Linked DNA regions of Gossypium hirsutum: region 2 is linked to region 1. Evidence: chromatin contacts called from public Hi-C data. All regions are on one chromosome and are shown on one strand. The core of a region is the stretch at or near the end of the contact, and the rest is flanking DNA. Distances in the headings are between cores, read along the strand shown. Region 1 has its middle 5.6 kb from the start of LOC107897221. Region 2 holds the start of LOC107897225.

The links. A called contact is a pair of places that touch in the nucleus more often than the background predicts.
Region 2: a contact with region 1 is called in a Hi-C map of leaf, with 2.9 times the contacts expected there. The contact joins the promoter of LOC107897225 here to the enhancer-like site in region 1. A contact is called at or near these places in 8 of 34 Hi-C or Micro-C datasets (leaf and seedling).

Annotation. Positions count from the first base shown.
Region 1 is chrA10:12,440,021-12,445,591 of Gossypium_hirsutum_v2.1, reverse strand. No RefSeq gene overlaps it. Among protein-coding and RNA genes, the nearest start is that of LOC107897221, 5.6 kb to the right of the region's middle. Within about 2 kb of position 3,516, at least 3 of the 9 cell types and tissues checked have an H3K27ac peak or open chromatin away from gene starts, as enhancers often do. A contact at or near this core is called in leaf, where this site is marked.
Region 2 is chrA10:12,502,647-12,508,217 of Gossypium_hirsutum_v2.1, reverse strand. LOC107897225 reads right to left here and starts at 2,415. Exons shown (of 2, transcript XM_016822599.2): 1 at 2,212-2,415; 2 at 1-2,109. The coding sequence starts at 1,915.

The DNA of each region.
Region 1 (5,571 bases), core at 2,267-4,766:
TCAAAAAGCAAATTAATCATTTCTATTAAAATTTCATCCATTTGTATTGTTAAAAACTGGTATGGTTGACGGAATAACCATAAAATAACATGTAGCACATGTATTTAATGTAAACATATAAAAACCATTTTGTAACAAAAAAAACCAGATTGTTTTTTTATCTAACAAATTATTTTGTCTTTTTTAGTACAATGTGTAAAATATTATCCAACTCTTAGTCACTTTCCCATGATAAATGGTGGGAAAACTGCTTTCACATGTGGATTGGAAAGTTAAAAAAAATCAAGACAAAATTAATCCTATTTTATATTAGTTTAGGTTATTAATTTATTAATAGACATAAAAAAAAAGCTATTACCTCTCTCCGCTTTCCTACTACTTGATTTTCTCTATTTCTTATTAGATTTTTTGCAAATAGTTTTTTTCCTAATTTTTTTTCGAGCTACAAATTTGATATAATACTTATATTTGTATGAAGTACTTTTTTTTATTATAGAATATGGGTAGAATTGTTCCATTTAAGTTGTATAGGAATTGTGGGTTCGACCGCCTATAATTTTACATTTCTATAATTTAATTATTTGTAGTTTTGCTAAAAGCAATGTGTAGAATCAATTATTTATTTATTAGCTAAAACAAAATGTAATTTCAAGTTTTTGTTTTTAATTTCCCAAATAAGTTTTATATATCCACAATTTTATATATGCATTAATATATTTAGAAAATATAGGCAAGAAAAAATTAAAATAAATTTTCTTTTAATTAAAATTTTCAATTAAAAAATAATTTAAAATAATCAATTAAATTTTATTATTAAAATATTTAATTCAAATATTTGTTAAGAATAAAGTTTATTATAAAAATTAAATAAAAGGATATTATCTTTTATTTAATAAAGGTAAATTTATAAATTATCATTATATCATTAGGAAAGTACTTAGTGAATCAAATATGATAATGTAATTTTTTCGAGATTTCAATCAATACCTTATTATATATACCAAAAGTTGTAAAATAATTTTTCCGACAATCATATTTTAAAGGATTGCATTCTATTGTAATCATACTATGAAAAATTACCAAACGTTACTTAATATCATTTTTATGTTAGATTTATTTTACTTTTTAAACATGTTAATTCTACATTTTACTTTTGTATATGAGACTCAAACTCAATACATTTCTTTTATATTAAAGCCAACGGTTTATCCAATTGGGACTTGCACTTGTAACATTTAACGGCAGAAATTGAAGCTAAAACATTTGAATTCAAAAAAGCAACTCTAAGGGCCCCCTAAGTACCAGCCAAACCATACCCAACTTCCACGCTAATAAAATCAAAGGGATGGAAATGGAGGCTACAAGTTGATATGAAGGGTCCCTCCCTCCCAACCAGAAAGCCATTCTGGAACCACCGACTGAGGCTGACAGTCCATATTACAAAAATTTCCAGTGCAAACCAGCGATGCTGCTCCATCCACGTTGCTAAAAAGTGGCAGATTGGCAATGACAACGACGGCTACGGCATTTGGCAAATATCATGGGGGCCTTGATATTTTAAACCGCGATGCCCAATTCACTCACCTCTAAAACACCGCAAACGTCACTCCGGCTGTTTTACTAATTTTGTTGCACTCTCCATCCAACCAATCAATCTTCCCGTCTCTCATCATTAAAAAGGGCATTTGGCCTACCTCTCTGCGCCTGTGCTTTTTGGCTCTTTACACCTTTAAGATTTTGTCATCCCACTTTCATGGACCCCCTCTCCTTCTTTTTCTTTCTTGTGGGATATTTATTCTCATTTTCTCTGCACCTTGGAAGATGGCTTGTTTCAGACACAAGTCTTTTAATTGATATTTTCACCAAGGGTTCTTTTAGGTATGGTCTCCAATATAACATGTAGCACAAAGAAACATTTCTCTTTCGTCCTAATCCATTTCATTTAGGTTGACAAAATCAAAGATGGTGTAGTAAATATCTTAATATTTTATTTTTTTATTCATATCAATTTTAAATTTACAATTTTTATCCTCTACTATTATTAAAAATATACTTCACTTAATATCCACAAACATTTTAAAGGGAAGGATAAAAGAACTCAAAACAGTAAAATTTATGGAAAATGTTCAATACACTTTAAATAAAAATTTTAAACTTCACAAGTAATATCAAAAAATTGATAAATACCTTGTATGAGTATAATAAAATATTTAAAAAACGCATATTAATTTTTTAAGGTAACTTAAAATTATTAGGAGTTAAGGATTGGTTATTTTACCTCGAAAACTAGTTTTAAAATTTTGTCCAAACTCGACCCAGATAAAAAATGCTAAACCTGAGCTTGGCCCGCTTGTATTAATTTTTTTTATAAACAAGTTTAAAAAATATAATACATCAAATACACTAAAAATATTAACCAATAAACTGAAAATACATTTAAAAAAGTTTTATACTTAAATAACATTAATATAGTTGTAACTTAACAAACAAATGTCTTTAAAATAGTAACAAAATCAATAATAAAATAAGAGTTATACAGTATCTAAACGATAATAACAAAATAGTAACAATATAATAGCAAATGATAACAAAACAACATCAAAATGATAGTAAAAAACAGTAAAAAAAATTAGGCAAATTCGAGCCAAGTAGGGTCAGGGCCAAAAAATCTTACCTGAAGTTCGGTCTGTTTGAAAAATGAGTCCTTTTTTGTCCAAACCCATTTTTTAAACTTATATTTTTACTTAAACCCTCACACTTTCCGAATAAATCTTTGAGTTTTAATAAGTGGCCCGACAAATGAAGTTTATTATGCCAAGCCTACTGGTAAGGATATTTGTAATTAAAGGCTCAAGTTACTATTTGACATTAAAAAAGTAGCTTTTATTTAAATTAATTATAAAAATGTATTAATAAAAGTATAATTTTTAAAATAAAATAACGGTTTATAGATAATAATTTGGGCTTAATTTCGGGCCCAAACCAAATTTGAGGAAAATAAATTGTCAACCGTCCCCCCCTCGAAGAAAAAAAAAACATCATTACAAACTTACTGTTCTTTTTCCTCTTCATCAAACTTTGTGGCTTCAAATAATAAGTTGGTATCTCTTTGTCCTTTTTATTTTAGCATGGTAGTGGTTCCTATTGTTCTTTTTAGCAAGCAGGCTGAATATCTTAGGTTGGGTTCATAGTTCAAAGTCAAAGCAGAGGAAAAGTATCCATATATTAGCCACAATCATTTTTTGAACATTCAGAATTTAGAAACTTATTGGTCACATTATTCTAATTTCTAACCCAAATGGACCACCTTTCTTGAATATATATATATACATTGAAGCCCAACCCTTGATGAGAAATTTAGCCCAATTTCTACTATTATACTTATTTATGCTGATTGAATTCGAATATAACATCATCACTTTTAGATATTTGAACTTATGAGTGATTTAAACAATGTTGGGTAATAATAACTTCAACCTCAACAAGAAGCATCAAATTAGTACGTTCAACTACTTTGTACCAAACCCAGCCCATTAGACTACTCTTTCCCCTAGTGTACAACAAAAAGCCTCACTTTGCTAGACGCCTACAACCACATTTTTTTGAATGCATAGTAGATTTGGTGATAACAGATAAGAAACGGTCACATAATATACAAATACAATATAAAGGAGAAGAAATTTAAATATAGCACAAATACGACACAATAATACAAATATGATATGAATATATCAAAATTTATATAAATATAATATGGTACGATGAATAATAATATGTGAAAGATGAGGGTAGAGAAATACATGTATTAGAACTTCAACATTATACAATTATTAACCTTTTTATGAATGATGATACATTATTTTCTAAGGTTTCTTCTCAAATTTACACATTGAAATACTAACATTACATTTACATTCTAAATCCACGCCACCAAGCAACACATACCTCTCAACAACCCCATTCCCAAGGACAAAACGTTTCCATTATTTATGCTTTTTCACAAACTTTGCATCACTTCAAATCAACCCCATTAGGAGGGGGAATGGAAACCCTAGAGTGCAAGGTTTTGCTTTTGATGGTGCAAAATGTGTTGGAATTTTCTTTCTAATGGGACTATAAAAATGGGTGAAAACCACGCAACAAAAGAAGATCTTCATAAAGGACAATATAATAAAACAAAATCTTAACCACTGTTCATAGTCAAGCTTTATTCCTTTGTCAAGAAGCACATATGTCCCATTGAAATTAGAAAATAGATTTCAATATTGATACATAAAGTAAAATTAAACATTAATAATGATAATATAAAACGATAGTAAAGTAATAAGAAAGAAAAATAAAACACAAAGAAATTATATAGAAATTCTTTTAGGAAAAAATTACGGGCAGGGGAGAAGAAAACTGACTAGTGTTGAAAAATCGAATGATATAAGAAGAGTTCCAACTACATCTATTTAAAGACTGAAAAACCTTATTTTAATCAAAGTCAAATAAAAGAAGCGTAGTACTATACAAATTCTACTTATGCAACATATAGCGTAGTTCTACATCTATATACTTCGGCCATCGGCCTTAAGCCCACCACAGATCCCCTAACTTTACCATTATATTATTTCTTTAGCAAGAATTCGGATCACACAACTCTAACATATATTGATAATTTCTTCTTATTCTCAATAAGAGATATTTCATTTTTTTTTTCAAAGATTTTCATTTTTCAACCCCCTCTTTTTTATGCTATGATTTTTTATTGAGTTTTTCATAATTTTTAGTACTTTTTCATTTTTCAAATGCACCGTTTTGTCATTTTATAAAATAAAAGGGACCTATAACTTAACTAAATAAAACATTGATTGATGGTGGGTATTAATATTTATATAATTTCTTTTAGTCCATCTAAAATTTTAAATATAACGGCTATCTTATGTAAATATAAAAGAATTTAATGACATTTAACAAAATAGTTTTTAATGAAGTAATGATTTAAGGTTAGGTATATATGAATGGGAGAATTTTTATCAATCACCAAAATAAGAGATTCTCGTGTCAAATTAGAATATAAAAGCCTGTGTTTGTGGGTCATACGACCATGGCAACTAGGAATATGATTCATTCATTGCAAGAATGATAGTCCATGCTGTAGAAAGTTAGACATTGTTTTGGTACTTAATTCATAATTATTTAGTTTCCAAAGAGTGCAGTAGATATGTTCTCTGTGCGATGCTTGTCCATATTATCAAGGTTGGTGGAAGGACAGTCCATAATTCCAATGAAAGAGTCAAGTTGCTAACATTTTAATACTTATCAAATTATAAGAAAAGAAAATAAAAGAAAAAAACCTCCCAATTTTTTTAATTTTAGTTTATGCAATTATTTGTCAAAAATGATATCTGCCCATTTTATGATTTGACTCTCTATTTACTTTATTTATTAAAAAAATGGGAAATGAAAGAGTTAAACATTTGGTAGGGTAATGATTAGAGGGAATAATGTTGTATTACACTTTTTCTTCCACATGCATAAAGTAGGCCTATCTGGTCTCAACTACTTATTGGACAGCAGTTTTGGATT
Region 2 (5,571 bases), core at 1,166-3,665, 64 kb before region 1:
GCGGATCATAAAGACCCTCCAGAAAAAGAACAGAAAAATTGCTATAATCTTTTCCAATAATGGTTAGTTGAGCTGATACATTCAAAAGGAGCTGCTTTTCTGTGTACTCAGCTTTACTGCGGTAAGGTGTCTCTCCTGCAGTTGTTTCATTTCTTGAATACCAATAGCGCCCGAACAAAGGACCAATTGAGAAAATATCCATCTGAATATCAACTCTCAGAGGATGAGAATTTGAAAAAGGATCAGGAGCTGCAGAAATTTGAAGGGTCAGATCTTCTGCAAGAAAAGAAAGACTGGATAAAAAGTCATCAGTGTCGTCTAGTTTAGGAAATTGCAGCAAGGATTTCTTGACTAGAGCTCCAAAACTGAAGGGCTCATTTTTTTCTAGGATTGCACCAGCTGATTGGATTTTTGAGTAACTATAATAAGGATGTGACACTCTGAAATAATTCCACAGCTCTGAGGGCCTCAGTAACCTTTCAAATGATAAAGGGTAGTATAGCTTATTACTTCTATCAATACTCGAAATACTCCCAAAAATAATGCTTCGTTGCTTTAAGGAGAACGACAGAGGAACATACAAACATATACGAGAGTTACAGCTACTCCCTTCTGCATCTACTATGCCTAGACAACCAACCATGCAAAGCTGCCCGCTGGAAGAATTCCAGATTCCTTCAGCAGCTAGAGTCATGTTGCTAAGCCCAGACCTCCATTGCACTCTATACCGATCCTCCAATGCAGGAGTGGCCCGAAAAACTGCAGCAACTCTTGCCACACTATCATTTTGATGCCCACTAGTTGGCTTGCACCTGACATCCTGCATGTAAAGCATGACATCCTTGAAGCTCCCATTTGTGGCTTTAATCTCTTGATCTGATACAAAAGGACCCAGCTTACTACAGTAGTCATCTGCGCCATCGCATTTCCAGTTTGGCACAACAGTGAAAGGTCCACTATTAGTAACTTTCTCAAGAATTGCACAGAAACTACCTCCTTTGTAAACATTGATGCCAGAACTCATCAAGTTATCTCGATATGGATAAGGATCACATGCCTTGGATACAATCTTCTCAGACCCAAATTCATATTTTGTCGACTTGAGCATCTGTCCCAAAATGTGAACCTCATCAAAGTACTTAGCATTTGACTTTGGATTTAAACTTTTCAACTCCCCTCGTATCACCTTATTTGTCAAAGTATGTGTCAAGGGGTAGCGAAGAACAAGCAATATTTGATCATCTTGCAAAAGGGGTACCTGGTTGTTGTTTTGATCAGAGTCCTTCACCCATTCCCATGGATTGCTTGAGTCAGACTCCCGAGATGGCAACATTGCATCCCCTAACAAACAAATCACTCTTTCTCCACCATTCCGTTTGTTTTCCATATAAATCCCTTCGAATGAAATTGCAAGCTGAGTATGAGCAGGCCATATCTGAAATCGAGGACTACCCTTGTATGGCCTCTCCGCAAATGAAGTATCCAATGTTATGCCCAACATCAAAATGCCACTGACACTTACATACTTCTTAGTCCGATGTTTGTGATCGACATTTGTGATCCAGAAAGAAGATATATTAGAGGGAGGCTGTGACAAATTCTTAGGGATATCTCTATCATCAAATGGCATAATAGGAGCATCACCAACATCCTGCCACCAATCCCCATACCCGAAATTGAGCTCCTCTTTTATATCAGCTATCCTATTATCTTCAGCTTTGAATTCAGAAGCTGATGATAGAATTGGTTTACAATGTTTCTTTACCTCACCGATTCTTTCATAATTGTGTTCCACTTCCATAGAAGATTCTTTTTTAAACTCAAACTCCACTTCTGGAACATAATTTGTCAACCCTAAGATAAACATCTCGCACATTATACAAACAACAACAACAGTCACATATACACTCCTCATGGTTCCAAAAATTTTCAATAATCAATCTCTTTTCTCAGCTACCCACTTCCTAGAAACCATTAAAAATCAAAACCCAATTTCTCAAAGAACAAAACGAAGTTTACAAATACAGCAGTTTTGCGAAGTTTACAAATACAGCAGTTTTGCTACGTCCGCATCAAAACTGAAGTTGTAGTCACTACATAAGCGTTGATCTACAGCAAGAGCATCGGATTCAAGCTTATAGCTTGGTGGGTGGTTTTGCAAATTCAATGAACAAAATTTAGTAGAATAAAAAGAAAAGAAAAAAAACAAACCTGAAATTTTGGTAGTAACAGTTAAAGCTGTTGCAAAGATTTCTGGGAAATTCAGTTGGTGAAACTTTGGATCTAAGAGAATGCTTAAAATGAAAGACTTGGAAAGTAGTTGTAGCGTAAGAGGTCAACTTCTATTTCTGTTTGTTTGTCTTTTTTTCTTTTTTTGCCTTCCATATTCATACTTCATACCCTATGTTGAATCATAAATGATATATATTTTAAATGCTTATATCTCACCAAAAAAATTAATTAATTTTCTCTATCAAATTTCAACCATCTATCATTAATTAATTTTTCTCATTGATTATGTTAAAATAAATTTCTAGATCAGTAAGATGGTATCACTAGCTACTTTTTTTTTTGTTTAACCTAATATTTTTATCATAAAAATTATTAAAAATCACAAAAATTATTAAAATATATAAAAAGTAATCAAAAAATTATAAAAAAATTTAATATATATAAATTTATATAAACTTATAAATATTAAATAATAAAATGTATTTAAAATTTTATAAAAACATATTAAAATTCTATAAAAATATTAAAAATTATAAATGTATATATTAAAATTGATATAAACTTATAAAAATTACTAAAAAAACATAAAAACTTGAATTGGATCAGATCGGATCAGTCGGTTGGACTGATCAGACAGAAATTGACAAGGATATCAACCGTTAGACCGGTTCAACTTCTCAATTCCCAAGTCAACCGGTCTAATGGCTTTCCCCAAACCGGTACCCTTGTCGATTTTGGGCTAACCGATCTAGTTCAAGTTTTTAATATATTTTTATAATTTTTTACAATTTTTATTATTTTTAAAGAATTCTAATAAATTTTTTATTTTAAATAAATTTTATTAATTTTATATTTTTATAATATTTATAAGTTTTTATATGTTTATAGTTTTAATAAGTTTATATCAATTTTAATATTTTTAATAATGTTTCCTGAATTTTTATAACTTTTTGTTTTTTTTATAATTTTTATGAGAAAAATATTAGATTAAACCAAAAGCTATCATGTGTCACCATGTGATTTGTCCGTCAATTTATTTTAACAGTCAACATGATCATGGTGAAAATCATTAACAATAGGACTTAATTGATTATTTTAATCAACAACAGGGGGTTTAATTAGGTACAAATTTGATACAAGAGTTTAATTGATTTTTTTTTACATTTTTAAGAACTTTATGACAAATAAGCCTATTTTTTAATAAAATTATAAAATTAAATAAATTTATAAATATATATCAATTATCAAATTTAACTCTTTTTTTCTCATTGGGTTTTGAAAGTGGACAACAAATTTTAAAAACCCAATAACAAGAAAATTGAGCCCAAATTCAATCCCAAGCACCCTTTATCTCCAGCGTTAAATAATAAAGCTTAAATAGTAAAAAAGGCCTTCTAATATAATTAAAAAATAATCAAGCCTATGATTGAAAGCTACAATCAATTGAGTTATTGGTCAAAAGTTAGCAATTAATTGATCTCTTAAAATATAATTTTCTGATGAAGCTTTAGGTTGCTAAGTGATGATATGGCAGTTAACATAGAAAAAATAATGATGTAACGATTGACTTACCGTATGACAAGAAAAAAAGTTGACATGAAGAACTTAAAAGATATTTTAATAATTTTACTAGGGGTTAATTGATTCTTAAAGGAGCAACTCTTCATCAACAACAAGCTTCTGACAGGTTCCAATATCATTTTCAATGAAGCCTCTTAAGGCTTTAGTGCCTTATTGGGCGTAGGCTTTCCAAAGGCCCTTTGTCGTTTTTTGGTGAAGCCTCTTAAGGCTCCAGTGCTTGTTCATCAAACCCTCTAAAGGCTCTAGCACCCTATCATGCACCCATGGCCTTTTAAGGCTTCGGCTTGCTAAAAAGCAACTGCTAGCTCCACTAGGCATAGCCTTTAAGATTTCAAGGGAAAATACAAAGCTCATTACATATCTACTTTTATGGAATTTACTCATTCGGGTAAATCCCTTCGTAGAGAGTTCATTATATATCTATTCTTTCAAAATTTAATCATTCAAATGAACCCCTTCATTGAAGAGTTCACTACATATATCTATTCTTACGAAGATCATCATTTACTTATTTTATCTATTTAGGCGAACATCTCAAGAGAGATTTCATTATATATATATACCTCATTTATCTAGGCATACCCTTCTTAGACTCTCATTATATGTCTACATCATTTATTCAAGCGGACCTTTCTCAAGTATGACTTCATTATTTATGTACCCCTTATATATATCTAGTTCAACCATGCAAGACTATAGCTAAAAGGGGAGTTAGTCAGAAAAACATATCTGTGGACCTCCCTCTTGGATCAAATTCAAAAGAGGAATTCTACAACTAATAAAACTCCACCTAGATTGCATGTAAATCTCCTAAATAGCATGGAAACATCTTAGATCCTAAAAAAAATTATCATCTCTTGGCACCATCAGAGTGTGAACTGTCCTATAACTTTTGACATTTTTCTTTCACGCTTGCCTCTAAGGTCTCATATTTCACCTTTATAGGAGTGCTTCACCAAATTGGTCTTTAAGGTGTCTCATTGCTCCATATGTCAAAGGGATTGGTAAGTACGACCATATAACTATTAAGAAAGCAACTCTTCTTCAGCTGAAGTCTATTGAAAGCTCTAATATCGCTCCTAGTGAAGCCTTTTGAGTTTCCAATTCCCCATCAAGTAAGGCCTCTTAAGACCTTAGTTTTGTTTCTAGCATATGCCTATTGAAGGGAGGCTTCACTAAATTTGCTCTCTAGGTATTTCTCAAGTAGAATGCAACTACATGTTATCACTAAAATCACATAATCATTTTCTTTTTAGGTATTTGTCAAGTTTAACTTCTTAAGACATTCATCATATCCCCAAATTTGTCTCTTAAGACCCATAATGACTCGTCATAGCAATAAGGAAATCCTAAACCCTTATCAAGAAGCATCTTCTTGGGGAAGATCACTTTGTAATCTTCCCTTCAACTAGGATGCCGTTGTTATACCCATGCCTCTATAGTCACCTTAAACAGCAAGACCCACGTCAAAGCTCCCCCTCTATAAAAGCTCTCTCCATCACAAAAAGAAGTGGCTCTAGAATATCAGCCAATGTGGTACCAAATCTCTCCTAAAAAGCTTTCCAAGCTCATGAAATTTCTAGAAACCATTATTCTTAGTGGCTCTCTATATCATTTACAATGCGAACCGCCTCCAAATTAATAGTTCTCCACATCCCTTACGGTGTGAACTATCATGACAAGTCACTCCCAACTTTTGTGTTATAGCAAAATTAAAATCACAAATCTCTAATTAAAAAAGAGTTGCCGATACGTACC